Regions from separate parts of the Capsicum annuum genome. Here regions 2 and 3 are each linked to region 1. Evidence: chromatin contacts called from public Hi-C data. All regions are on one chromosome and are shown on one strand. The core of a region is the stretch at or near the end of the contact, and the rest is flanking DNA. Distances in the headings are between cores, read along the strand shown. Region 1 holds the start of LOC107876829. Region 2 overlaps LOC107876847 (a long non-coding RNA gene). Region 3 overlaps LOC107876837 (beta-glucosidase 40).

Evidence for each region. Hi-C and Micro-C count contacts between places; a contact is called where the count stands out from the background.
Region 2: a contact with region 1 is called in a Hi-C map of bud, with 2.8 times the contacts expected there. The contact joins the enhancer-like site here to the promoter of LOC107876829 in region 1. A contact is called at or near these places in 2 of 5 Hi-C or Micro-C datasets (bud and placenta).
Region 3: a Hi-C map of placenta shows a contact between it and region 1, with 2.4 times the contacts expected there. The contact joins the enhancer-like site here to the promoter of LOC107876829 in region 1. A contact is called at or near these places in 2 of 5 Hi-C or Micro-C datasets (leaf and placenta).

What each region holds. Positions count from the first base shown.
Region 1 is chr1:111,834,696-111,839,660 of UCD10Xv1.1, reverse strand. It overlaps LOC107876829, which reads left to right and starts at 1,981. Exons shown (of 2, transcript XM_016723672.2): 1 at 1,981-2,140; 2 at 2,496-4,965. The coding sequence starts at 2,588. The coding sequence ends at 4,924.
Region 2 is chr1:111,599,773-111,604,737 of UCD10Xv1.1, reverse strand. It overlaps LOC107876847 (a long non-coding RNA gene), which reads left to right. Exons shown (of 6, transcript XR_001676075.2): 5 at 135-211; 6 at 772-1,025. Among protein-coding and RNA genes, the nearest start is that of LOC107876847, 8.7 kb to the left of the region's middle. Within about 2 kb of position 2,142, at least 5 of the 5 cell types and tissues checked have an H3K27ac peak or open chromatin away from gene starts, as enhancers often do. A contact at or near this core is called in bud, where this site is marked.
Region 3 is chr1:111,694,467-111,699,431 of UCD10Xv1.1, reverse strand. It overlaps LOC107876837 (beta-glucosidase 40), which reads right to left. Exons shown (of 13, transcript XM_016723675.2): 2 at 1,587-1,653; 3 at 1,195-1,253; 4 at 831-906. Among protein-coding and RNA genes, the nearest start is that of LOC107876837, 10 kb to the right of the region's middle. Within about 2 kb of position 1,966, at least 4 of the 5 cell types and tissues checked have an H3K27ac peak or open chromatin away from gene starts, as enhancers often do. A contact at or near this core is called in leaf, where this site is marked.

The DNA of each region.
Region 1 (4,965 bases), core at 732-3,231:
GTAAATATCAAGTGTTAGTAGAATATGAATTTGTGGTAACAAAGTATGTCCATTATATGAGTATTTATATAAGTACTATATATGGGTATAAGTAGTTATAATAATCTTATGAATTATTATTGTTATAAAAAGTTGATTTCTTATATGATTACGTGTAACAAGTCATTAAGAAATTAGAGGAAAAAAATACAAATTTGGAGCATGAATGCTCAAAAAGTTTTTCGATAACATCCAAACAAATACAAGTGTTCAATATCCTAAAATATGACTTAGTTATTATATTAAAGCTGATATAAATTATGCATGATGAAATTTAAATTTCAAGCTCACAACAAAGTGTTCTATAATTAACTAAACCTAAATTCTGTATCTTTATGGGTTCAAAGATGCTCACTTACTTTTAATTCAAATATTAATATGTCAATGCAATATAGGAATATTTATATTTTCATTTAAAAGAATGTGATAAAATAAATCTACGAGCAAAATATATGATAAATTTAAAATATTATTTAATTTGAGTTCTTTTCAAAGTCATTTATATTATCTTATATGGTTATAAACTTTTGATTTTGGAGTTTAAGGACTTTCTATTAAGGAAGGTTAAACAAGACTTTGACTCCTAATAAATATTAATTATCACGTTCTTTTTATTAGGATTTGCTTTAATTTTCTACCATAATTAAAGTTTTTTTTGATGTAAAATATTTTCTTTTCTTGAAAATATTTCTTCCATATTTGATTAGTCCTTTTGGACTTCTATAAATTGAGGATCTTTTCTTCCTACAAATAATACAATAACATCCATAAGTAAAGAGTTTTATTTTGGAGAGATTTATTCACTCTAGGTTTGTATTTGTAAAATTAGTTTTTCAATATGTAGGTCATTTACTAAAGCATATTAAATATTATGTTATTTTTATTATAATTTTTTTGTAATCTTATTTTGTGAATGTTTGTAATGTAAATTTCGCATAACGTCATGTTATTTTAATTTCAACTTTAAATATTTTCTAGGTTTATGAGTATATTTTTGCTTATAGAACTTTATGAGTTAGAGCTGTAATTTTTGTTAATGGATCTTCAATTTTGTGATTTTCTGATTTGTTTTCTTATGAACAAAAATATTTATATTTGTTTGTGCTTGGTTAATAGAATGATTGAAAATTTTCTTATGTGGGTGTGGACATGTATTAAATTATAACGTATGTTAATACCTCATGAAAATGATTATGAGGTAATTTTTTATTTTTCTTTTTTTGTGTGTTAGAAAAAATTTCCTATCAGTTTGAGTTTACATTTTTAAGTTGCTACTCAATTAATCATAGTCACCATTTACATGAATTTGCAATCTACGTTAAAGTACACATTAAAAAATTAATTTAAATAAAAAAATAATTGATCATATAGTCCTAGATTAAGTGACATGAAAGACATTATGGTTACATATGCATTAAATTAAGTATATGTTTGGAAATACCATAGGTCCAAGGATGAGAGATTGAATTAAAATAAATCTAACAAACAAAACGAGTTTTAACTTCTACTATTTCAAAATCTCAAAAAAAGTAATTTTTTTTTAAAAGTACTTTTGAGAAAAATACATTTAAAAGCAATTTTAAAAGCTTAATCAAATACTGATAGTTAGTAAAATACTAATAGTTGCTCTGTCTTTAAATTTATTAGTCAAACGCAAATTATTTCTCGTCGAAAGATACACATCGAAGTAATTTTATAAAATTAAACTCATTGAAGCAAATTACATGTGTGAAACGCATATACGAAGACTAGTATTTTAATAAGTTGTTATAACTTGCAATTGCTATTAATGTAATTATCTAAACGTATTGCTAAAATTTGTAATTTTGAATCTATTAATACTATATGGATAATTTTCTCTATAAAATTTCCTAAAACTATGCAAACACTTCTTAGGCCCAGGCCCAAGCCCAATATTCCAGAAATGCTATAAGGACATCAAACAGCGTGTCATATGGAACACACTCAAATCAGCATTGTGACGCGTCTTTCTCGGTGAAAGTGTCTTCGGCGGTCACAGGAGATGTTCACGCGAAGAATTCCTTGCCTTTTCGTGCTCTAAACAACCATCTGTGGTCAGATCTCCTCCCAACCAACCATGGTATTAAATGGAAAACATTAAAATAATCTTTGGTTTATCTTCTTTCGTTTTTATCTTTGATTCTATTATCTGGTTTTTCAATGTGTTACTTCTATATCTGTGATATAATTATTATTTTGATTAGCTACATTAATGACTAGATGATTGATTTTCTTGTTTACCAAAGTATCAATTTTTATTTTTTCCTTATTTCACTTTTTCTTTAATTTGCTCTTTGTGTATCTATGGTATATAGTCCACCTTGGAATTTTATTCAAAAAATTGGTTTTTTGGCATTTCATTTTTTGGATTGAAGATTCGAAAAATATTCTTACATTTTTCTAAGCAATTTTAGGGCATGGTTATTGTGGAACAGGTTAGTTGAATGGCTGATGATTGCTTCTATTATTGTTGTTTATTGGTCAAATTGTACATGAGAGGAAGGGTTAAAAGAGAGGGGTATGGTAGATGGAGTGCAACAAAGATGATGCTTTGAGGGCTAAAGAAATTGCAGAGCGGAAATTCTTGGCTAAGGATTTTTCGGGAGCGAAAAAGTTTGCTTTAAAGGCCCAGAATCTGAATCCTGGACTTGAAGGCATTAGTCAAATGTTGTCAACACTCGGCGTTCATATTGCTGCTGAGAGCAAAGTTAATGGTGAAGGAAATTTTTATGGAATCCTTGGTGTTAGTCCCAAAGCTGATGATGAGGCTATAAGGAAACAATATAGGAAACTTGCCCTCATGCTTCATCCTGATAAGAACAAGTCCATAGGGGCCGAAGCTGCGTTTAAGCATGTTTCAGAAGCATGGAGTTTATTGTCTGATAAAACGAAGAAAACAGCATATGACACCAGAAATATGAATGCCTTGCAGCAGAGAGTTCAGGCTGAAATCGCGGATTCTTCTCAACAATCTACGCAGAATGGTTTTCACAAATTTGCAAAGAATGCTGCTTCACGAGTGAGGCCTCCTAAGTGTAGTACCAGTAAAAAGAGTTCTTCATTTGGAACAAAGGAGCGTGGTACATTTTGGACTGTTTGCTATCGGTGCAAGATGCAGTATGAGTATATGCGGATGTACCTTAACCATAATCTTCTGTGTCCCAATTGTCATGAAGCCTTCTTTGCTGTCGAAACAACGCCACCATCCAATGGCTCAAAGAAGTCTACCGACTGGGATTATTCTCAGCAGCAAGAAAACACATACCACCAGGGAATGAAAAAGGATGCATCAACTACAGGAAGAAACAGTTCAAGATCTCCAAATTTTGTGTCGTCTATGGTCAATAACACTGATTCTCCTGATCAGAATGACTTCCAGTGGAGCCCATTTTCTAAAACTGCTGGTCATGCATCTGCTGTACAAGCCGCTAATATGGTACAACAAGCATATCAGAAAGTAAAACGAGAGCGTCAAGAAGCACAGACGGCGACGAAAAGAGAGGAGGCATTAAAAAGGAAAAATCATTCGTCCAAACGGCCAAGTGCACCTTTATCAGCTGGACAGTTTAATGCTTTCAAGAGGAAAAAAGGCTTAAATGATCCCAGCCCAAGTAGGCTCAGGCATAGCTGGGAATCTGCTGGAGGTAGCACAGCAAGTCCAGCTGAAGTTCAGCGGGGTAATAGTGAAAGGGTTAAGCTGAATGTCACTAACCAGTTGCGTAATGGAAAGGAGGTATCCTACAATGATGTCAAACATTTACTGATGGAGAAGGCCAAGAAAGAAATATTGAAAAACCTAAGAGATCAGGGCTCAGCTACCTTGACTACACCTATGTCTTCAAGGGAGGTAAGTTTAACCAAGGAAGCTAAGGAGAGAAAAAATGTAGAAATTCATGTCTCTGAGTTTGATGTCAGAGAAAATCATAATGCAGTTCATAAACAAGTTGCAATTAAAACCAATGTCTTTGCAAATAGGTCTAGTTCTGGAACTTTTGACAACTATTTAGATAATAAGCCTGCTGTGTGTATGTCGGTAGATGTTCCAGATTCAGATTTGCACAATTTTGATAGTGATCGAATAGAAAGTTGTTTTGGACCGAACCAGGTCTGGGCTGCATATGATGACAGTGATGGGATGCCTCGATATTATGCTTTGATTCTCAAGGTGGTTTCTCTAAATCCTTTCAAGGCCAGAATTAGTTGGTTAAATTCATATAACAGTGGAATAGGGTCGCTAAACTATGTCTATTCCGGTGCTCCAAAAACATCTGGATATTTCAGAAGAGGCAGGCACGAAATTAGAACCTCGGTTAACTGTTTCTCTCACAAGGTCAGATGGACAAAAGGTCCTGGTGATACAATTCAAATATTTCCTAGAAAGGGGGAAGTTTGGGCTTTATATAGAAACTGGTCCGCAGAATGGAATGAGTTCACGGAGGATGATGTAATACACAAATATGATTTGATTGAAGTACTTGAAGATTTTAATGAAGAATGTGTGGTAGTTGCTCCTCTCGTCAAAGCTGCTGGCTTCAAGTCGGTGTTCCACAAACATTTAAACCCCAGGGAAATAAGAAAAATTCCTAGGGAAGAAATGTTTCAGTTTTCTCATGAGATTTCAGCGTTCTTGCTTACAGGAAAAGAAAGCCCAAACGCTCCCAAGGGTTTTCGGGAGTTGGATCCAGCAGCTATGCCTGGAGAACTTCTTGAAGTAATTCAAGACATAGAAGAAATTGAATGCATGGATCCCAAAGGAAGCAGGGAAGAAAATACAATTGGTGGTTCAGGAGCAAGGAGTAGCAATTTGATGGAAGAAACTTGCAGCTCCATGGAAGATAAGGAAGTTATAATATTAGATTCCTGATATACTAGGTTATTATTATGTAGCGTTTTCAACTTTTTAAA
Region 2 (4,965 bases), core at 893-3,392, 240 kb after region 1:
CTTTTGCTTTCTGTATTATGTAGTGATAATATGTTATCTCAAAGAGATGTCATTGAACGAGATGTTACAATGAACATCATTGCACAACTACAACATTTAAATCTAGGATTAACACTTGATCCTAATATGCTAAGATTCAATGTGCATTCGTCAGGAGAAGAGACTGCTATTCAACCAATAAATCGTCCATCTATTGGTAGTAACAATCAAGGTCAGTCTCTATTTCTTCTTCTTCTTCTCATCTCTTTTTCTTATTTTTTATTGGTTGCATCTGTTGACGTGATGGCCCCTGATATATTTTTAACCAAGTCATGTTGTATGCCTCGTAGTGTTGTAAACTTTCTTGGTCTAGACATTACTATAATCATGTCCCCAACCTTATAATTCATGAGATAATGTCTGTGGTCTGCAAATTTTCTAATCGTTTTGGTGCCTTTTCTAAGTAGGACTTAGCAGTATAAAGCCACTCCTGAAATAAGCCCCTAAACTCTTCCCCTTGAACATAGTTGGTATTGAATGTAGATTTTATATGCCTGCTGGCTTGTGAATAACTGGAATTATGTCTGTCTGGTAGACTCATTATATTATATGTTATATGAGAATCTAGATATGACTAAGAGCCTGACCTAATCCTCCCGATGTGAACTCAAAAAATGCTTGAAGTAGAACTTCAGTGAGGCATTGACCCATTATATCATGCTGCAGTGTGATTCTAATCTTTTTATGTTGTCATTTAAGTGCTAATTTATATTATTTGTTCTCTTTTTATAGGTGTCCAAAAAGAAGAAAGTGATGAAGACATTGACCTTCCTTGAGAAGATTTTTCGGTTGTGAATAAATGCTCTAATATCAATAGTTTTGTGTTGAATTTCTTGAAACTTATAGCGACTCGAACTTGCTACTATGTAAAAATTTAACTAATCATTTGAAATTGATTACATTTTTCTTTTGAGTTTAAATTACTAGCTTGTCTCATATTTTGAATTATGAGATTATTAATGAATGATTTTGTTTTGTGATGTGTATATATTGTGTTATAATTTGATACGAGTGATTATTTATATAAATCATTTCAATTTAATAACATATGGCAACAATCGTTTCAATAAATCATTGCAATAGGTAGTCAAAAAATATTACAACAGAATAACAAAAGTGTCACAATAGATGCTATCGCAACAATTTAATGTCGTTGCATTAGAATCTATTGCAATGGTTTGTAACCGTTGTAATAGAAGAAAATAGGCGTCCCAATAAGTAATGAAATAGTTGTAATAGATACTCAAAAAGCGTTGCAACAAAATAACAAAAGCGTCGCAATAGATGCTATTGCAACGGTTTAATGTCGTTATAATAGAATCTATTGCAACGGTTAGTTACCGTTGTAAAAGATGAAAATAAGCGTCTCAATAAGTCAAAAAATAACCGTCGCCATCGCTCGACCTATGACGACGGTTTCAGACAACCGTCGCATAAGCCGTTGCCATAGACCTATCGCAACGCCCACATATAGGACGCTTGCTGAATCATTGCGGTAGAGTTATGGCAATAATTTTGTTGTCTATTGCAACGATTTTGCAACCGTCATCATAGGGGTAATTTTAGTAGTGAATTTGGATTTTCAGACTGGATTTCTTTCCAAGTTTCAAATAAATTTTGTCCTAAAAGATTATTCTTATTGATTGATCTAAGGCCAAAGCCAAGCCAAGCAACAACAACAGCACGGGGCACCTATTGGTTCTTGCCTCACTTACCAAGTGGAGATGTGTTTCTCAATATAATAGCATGAAAGTTTATTTCCCCACCAATATGGAAGAATTTAATAGATTTTCCTCATTTTGAGCACACTTTTCATTTTAGTGTGAACTCACTTTCCCTCCACTATTCTCCCTCAATTTTCCATTCAGGCATTCAACTTGACCTAACAGGAACAACGTTAAACAAAAAGCTTAAAATAGAGAGGCTTTTGTAGTTAAGCTTTATTAATAGTAAACATCAGGTCTTTCTCAGAATACGCAGAACCCCAATTACAAATCGGTGACTACATGACTATTTGTAGTATGGAGCATCCCCCGTCAATTTTGCCCCCATAAGATCTCTACTCAACTAAGATATTCACAGTTGCATAACAACCTGCGAGAATCTTGACATCTTCCATGATCGACGAACTTGCAAGCTTATCTCATTATTATCTCGTTCAACTATTGGTAGGCGGTCTCGTGTCCTCGAAGCTAGATAGTCCTTATAGGCATAATATGCCGGTCACGATAGTATCAGCTCCAGATCCTTTTCAACTGGATTGCCCTTTTACCGGTCTTATTCAGAAGATATAATTCAATGCTATCTTTATTATTAGGCTGCTTTAACTAACTATATATTCGTGCTACATATCACTGCATTATTTGTCCATTAGCCAAAAATTGTTTTCTCCCATACAGTCTAATCATTATTTCCTTTCCTCTAGTTTACCGGTAAAAAATCACAATAATAAAGAAGAATAGACGTAAGAATTAGAGAATGGAATTATTGAAAATTATTTGCCTACACATATTCGAAAGAAAGCTAGCTAATACTACTCCCATCCGTTTAAAAAAGAATGAACTAATTTGACTTGACACCAAGTTTAAGAAAATAAAGAAAACTTTTGAATCTTGTGGTGTTAAATTAAAGATATGTCTAATGTACCAAAATACTCTTCAATCTTGTAGTCTTAATTATGTCACATGGAAAGTTGAAATTAAAAAATTGCTAAAAAAGGAAAGAGATCATTCTTTTTTAAACTGACTAAAAAGAAAAGTAGATCATTCGTTTTTAAACGGAGGAAGTACTATTTTGCGTGTGAAATAGCCTATGATTTTTAAATATATTTTAGAAAACTGATGACTGGTTCCTGTAGCAGTGCCTTGCAAGTTTTGGAGCAGTAATATGGATGAAATATCTTTTTGTTAATTTTCTACACATCTTAATTATGGACCCATATCACCCTTGATATTTGACTAAGTTTTGAATATGTGATTATAATCTTATGGTATTGTTCGATCTACTATTATATATGTCAAGTCTCATCTGACAGGTCAATTCCCACCATACTTCGTCCCAATAAATTCATATCTAATTAAATAGTATTACATAAATTAAAAGAGAAAAAACCACAATTGTGCATCATTAAAAAGCAACTTAGTGTACAAGAACTGTCTACATTAGGATGGTTACATATGCACTATCCCTAACTAGTCTTATAAAAGAAACGCCTAATCTATTTGCTTATAGCTAAAGCAAATAAAGGACGCTAAAAACACGAGTGTCAATGTTACATATTTTCTTTCTTGCTCGTTTAGCTTGAAGATCGCTAACTCGGCCACCTTCATCGAGCTACTCGTTGCTAAATTTGAAAAATAAATAAGAAAATAACTTATATTATTAATAACTGATTAACCACTCATCCAAACTTTGTTTTTTTGGTCGATTTTATAGTAAAATAATGACTTCCGTAGAGAGACAATTTGGAATTATAATATGTAGCTAGAATGAAATTGATTACATTCACGGATTAATGGAGAGCCATCTTCTTTAAAGTTTTGTGTAGAACAGTACTCGCTTGAAAAGGAAGGATATAAATTAATTTAAGTCCAACCACTTACCCAAAGTTTACTTCTTTATTTGTTTAATTAGTGGAGAACACTTACCAAATAAATTTGGAAAGAAATTACTACATGTTTCTCGAATTTGAAATTATTTGATTAGATTAGTCCAAAACCAGTGTCAACTAACTGGCTAGCTGCATCCAGAAGTCTTGAGGAAAAAAAAAAAAAAGAGAAACAAAAAAAGTTGTCAAAGTTAAAAAGCTGGTGCCCATACTATACAATTCTTTTTATAGGTATACATTTATAAAACGGCCATCATCTTTGAGATGGTGGAACCATCGAGCATATCACATGCTCTTGCTTTCATATTATATACTGTTTGATGAAGTCATAGATTTCACATTTTGGCTGTTTTTTTGTCTCCAATAACACTACATGCCACGAGCTATATTCAGTAGCAGAGATAAAAATTTTACTAAGAAGATTTAAAATTTGAATAAATAAACACACAAAATAGTCGAAGGATGTTTAGTATTTAATAAATTAATAAAATACAGTAATTTTAAGGGATAATAGTCCGAAAAATATATGTATTTTGCCTAAATTTATAATTGCACATACTGAACTTTGCGGGGATCCTATTATCCCCTCAATTATTTTAAAGTGAAATTGATTCCCCCCGACATATCCCAGCTTTTGAAGTAGAAAGTATAATACACGCGCCAATCTCATTTTTACACGTATATTTTTTTATTTAAAATTAATTTTTATTTACTTTCTTCTTCATTCTTATTCTGTTATCACTTTTCATCATTTTTTCACCAAAATCTTGATTCTTAATTCTTGAAATTTGATTTTTATTTAGCTCATACTTTTGTAATTTGATGCTATTGTCTTTCAGATAATAGATGCTTGCTCAACTTGTTTTGAGCAACGGACTGTTTTCATGCAGCTGATTAAATTTTATATTAACCAGTTGGGTGCACGTAATTATGTTCCACCCTTTTTACACAATTGATCTGCTATAGAAATTTTTTTGACTTATCATCTGCAGAATCTGCACTAATGGTACAAGGTCCACAAATTGACACATTCATATATTCTGCCAAAAGAACTATAGAATTCGTGGCTAATCCTAATTTCAAAAATAAAAAATTAGAAATTAAATATTAGTGAGAAGAAATTAAAAAATAGTGAGAAGAAATTTTAAACAAACAAAGAAAACCAAGAAAGATATCAGAATTTTTGACGAAAAAATCTTTCCTTCAACAATGGAGATCTTACCTTCAATAATGGAGATGAAATTGAGAGAAGAGTAGAAGAAAGGTTTATATGTAAAATAAAGAAAATTGAGGATTATGTGACCAAAAAAAAGGTTTAT
Region 3 (4,965 bases), core at 717-3,216, 140 kb after region 1:
TCATTCGAACCCCTTTCGACGAAAAATTGCACTATATATACATGGTTAAAATTATTTTTTATGTATATATAGTGGATGTCGAACCTCTTTTGATTAGTTTATATGTTTACTTGTGAACCCTCTTGGTGTCAATCCTGGCTCCGCCACTGCCTACAAGCCATATTGCTCTTTATTTTCTTCATATAAGCTTAGGGTCGTTTGGTTAATTGGGAACAAGTTATCCCGAGATTAGTTATCTCACCATAAATATGTGATAACTTATCCCATCACTACGGCATAAATGATGGGATAAGTAATTCCTTACGTATCCCATCAACCAAACATGGGATAAAATAATCCCATAATTTATCCCGGGACTATTAGAACGTATACCTCACTCCAAACGCTTCCAGACTCTTATATAACAGGTTTAAATATAAGTTAAAAAAATTCCGCTCATGTTGTTAACAGCAAACCAAACAAGTGTACCTTTGGGGTCGTTTGGTGTGAGGTATAAATAATCCAAGGGATAAGTTATCCCAGGATAAATAAAAGATCGTTTAAATTCCTTGTTTGGTTGGAGGGATTAATTCATGGTGGGATAACTTATCCCACCATTTTTTCCATAGTGATGGAATAACTTATCCCATATATATGGTGGGATAAGTTATCCCGGATAATTCTGGTATTAGTTATTTCGGGATAACAATTTCCCAACCAAACGACAATAGCTAAATTAAAGGGAAAATGCATAGCATTTATTGAATTTGGTGTATACATCATATGGAAATGCTTTTTAATGAATTAATATTATGCTTATTTAACCAGTACGAAAGGAAAGGAATATTTACTAGGGAAAATTCTGGCCCAAGCAATAGAAAATCTATAGGCATCCATTCCCATATCCTTCATAAGCTGTATATCTTCCTGTTTAAAAGAGTGGGAAAAAGTACATTGGAATTATGTGATGTGATGGTTAATAATTTTTGTCTAAATGATCCAAAAGTGTAATAGGGGAATTGATTTTTTAGGCCAACTTTTCCTTTTTTTGTTTTATGACAATTTAAAAGAGATCTTTATTTTTATACATAAGGAAACTTCATTTTCACATATAAGAGATACAAGAAAAAAAAAAATGTATTCATTTTGTAAGTGGCCCAAATTAAAATTTCTCAAAAAATTAGTGTGGTATTTATAAAGTTTGAATAGATTTACCGGGTACCGATGATAATGATCCACGGCTACATCGCCGTTGCTAAAATCAATTACTTTACCTGCAAAATCCAACCAATTTAGCAATAGTATTTAGTAGACGTCTCGACACGATAAATTTTATGTTTTTTTAGAAAAGAAATTGATGTTAAGTTGAAATATATATATATATATATATATATATATGAAAGTCAAAGTTGTGTTTGTGCTAAAAATTATGTTTAACTTTTGTGAGTAAAAACTTTTAGAATTCTTAAATATATTTCTAAAATTTTGCATTTCAAATTTGAAATAACACTTATTAAAGTATTCCCCAACTATTATTTTAAATAATCACAATTCTCTTTTGAAAAAAAAAAAAACAAATATTAGTGGGGAACTGCACAAAATTTTACCAAACGAATGAGAAAATTTGTCCCATATAGTTTGACCTCTTCCATCCTCCTTCACAGCTCCTTCAAACTGCATCCAACATATTACATATCATGTCATAAATATAAATGAGTTATTAAATGTGTGAAATTAGGAGGAATATTAAATAAAATATATCCATACAAGTTAAAATGTATACTGATAAATTATAGAGTACAAACTAATAAAATTAGAAAAAATTAAAATATACTACAAGAGAAATGCTTAATAGAGACCAACATTTAGCGATTGAAAATCTAGTCAATAAAAGTATATTTATAGGAAAGACATTGTTTTCCGGTCGCTATTGGTCTTTAGGGACCAATATCTCTATAGCTACTAGTAGTCTTTTTTTGGTTAGTGATGGTATTATTATATAGCTTTGTCTAGATTTAAACCTAAAGTCTTATTTTTCATATTTTATGTGATACTATATATTAGTATTCACAGAAACGTCTTAACTTTTCTTTTGCTGTGATTCATTTAACATTTTTTCAGATATTATAATTAAGATATATATATAACGGAGGTAGTAACACGTTAGCCAGCATACTCTCTATTTGCGTGTCCCCTTTACACTTTAATTATGGCTGAGACAAAAGCAAAATTAGCACAAATAACATCTTTTTAATCATTATAATGAAAAATATTATCTTGAAATTTGAGATTTCACAAGTAGAATTTGATTAAAATTTATTTATTTTCGATGTTTACATCAAGCAATATAATATATTATGGTGAAGTGATTTAATGAAATAAAAAGGCATAATACATAAATATAACCCTAAATTTGACACTAAATTATAACTTTGACCTTAAACTTTGATAGTGCACAAATAGGACCTTTAACTATTTAAAACCTAAATAAATATAACCTCCGATTTTGCAACCCTCATGCGTGAGTTTCACTTGCGCTTATGTGGAAAGGTAATCCAATCACACGATGCCACGTCATTAAAAGGGCTGACTTGGAGGGACTTTTGATCGGAGGTCATATTTGTACAATTTTGAATAGTTAAAGGTCATATTTGTCTTTCATCTGAAACAACTTCGTTTTGCTTTTTGTGTTAAAACGGCGTCGTTATTATTATTATTATTATTATATTTTTATTTTTATTTATTTGTGTCGTTTTGCTTTTTGTGTTAAAACGACATCGTTTTTATTATTATTATTATTATTATTATTTTATTTATTTCTATAGCAGCAACACCTATCTTTTTTATTAAAAAAAAAAAAAAAGAACAGCCACTAGCAAGGATCGAACCCGCGCAGTAGGCTGAAGGAAGCACCCTAGAAGAGCAAATAACACCACTGGGCTATCTAAGTGTCTTGTATCATGTTGTTCAACATTAATATACGTACATAAGTATAGATTTTCTATCTTAAATATACAACGTAATTTTTTATCGAGGGGGCTCGGGTGAACCCCATGGCAACCACGTAGGCCCGCCCCTGCGTTAATTTAATAACGTTAATTTAATAGCATTTTAATAACATTAATTTGATAACGTTAATTTAATATACTACTACTACTATCCTTAATAATGTTTTAATAACATTAATTTAATAACGTTTTATTAAAACTATAATTTTTTTATTATTAGTATAATTTCATCTTTAATTTAATATTTAAATAAATTATATTTAGATATATTATATAACTTAAATTCGTCCTCTGCTATATAATATATATAGATACCCGCGCGATATTTTCAAATGAGGCTGACCCGCCTAATTAACAAATCTTCAATATTGCTCTTTTTCCACAATGACAAAAGAAATTAGACGTCATTTTCATCTTTGAGACGAAAACAATGAAAAAATAATAGTGAAAAGTCATTTAAATATATAAGAAGGAATTAGTAAGGGCATTGTAGTCATTTTACCAGTTTTTTACTATTGAAACGCTTTAATTTTAAGCTGGACGCACCCAGTTTTGTGTGTTGAATACGTGTTTTGCCACGTAGGATTGGACGTCATATTTGTGCAGTTTTGAATAGTTAAAGGTCATATTTGTGCACTGTCAAAGTTTAAGGTCAAAGTTATAATTTAATGTTAAGTTTGGGATCATATTTATGTATTATACCAAATAAAAATATATACTAACTACCATGAATAAGTGAAAGGATCAAAGAAGTCTATATCAACGTAAACATTTGATACAAGTAGATTTTATCATAAACTTTATATTCCATGGAATAAACGAGACATCAAAAAGTGCTTGGTTTAAAACTCCTAATTTCGTGACATAACTTGAGGAGCCTATATTAGCCCCATCAAAAAGTGGATTTTGTTGATCGGAGTAATTTTGACCAAACAAACTTCTATCAAGTGTGTGCGGTGGGGTGAAAGGAATATCAACTTGATGGTTTTCTTTAACGCTTTTATGTTTAATTAGGAATATTTATCTTTTGGAAGTTGCTAAATGGCCATAAATGTATAAAGATAATATTAACCTTTTACTATCTTCTATATATGAAATTTAAATGCAACTAAAATTTTTGTTGGGTAAATTATAACTATCATTAAATGTGAAAGAAAAATGTTTATTTAACTTTAAAATAGGAGACCCATCAAACTTTACCTTCTACTCATTCTCACCGTTCCCTTTTTCATGCTTCTCCCTCTATTTCTCTTGAGTCTTTTTTTTTTCATCAAATTTTAAAACTAATTTTATTATATATTGATCTTAATTCTTTAAAATATTTTTGAGTAAAAATCGTCAATGATTAACTAAATTTTGAGCTTATCACATAAATGTATTTATTTATTTATTTATTTATTTATTTGTTATATAAAAGTCATTCAATTCTAAATTTTATTACAAAAGTGTTTTTCTTAAAATACTAACTAGGCTTAACAAATATAAATAATATTATTTTTATAATGTGTCAATATTTATTAAGTCTAAAATGTTTTGAATTTTAATTATCATTATTGAAATATTTTCAAATTAGACTTATAAATTATTTAAATATATTTTAAATTTATTAAAATATAATAATTAATTAAAACTATTTAATTAGAGGTCATATTAATAATGAATATAAGTAATATTCACAGGTTATCAAATTATTGTAACATAGAGGTACAAAATTACAACAATAATATGTCTTGCTATCTTTAATTGTTGTTAACTAGGGTCCACACACGTGAACTTTATGATTTTCATGATTTCTATAATGTGTCAATATCTATTATGTATATAATGATTTAGTTTTTGACTGCTGCTAGTGAAATATATTAAATTATATTTATAATTTATTTAATATATAATTTAAATTTTATTTGAATATAATATTACTTAATTAGAGATCATATTAATAAAAAATATAAATTATAATTTGTAAATTATAAAATCG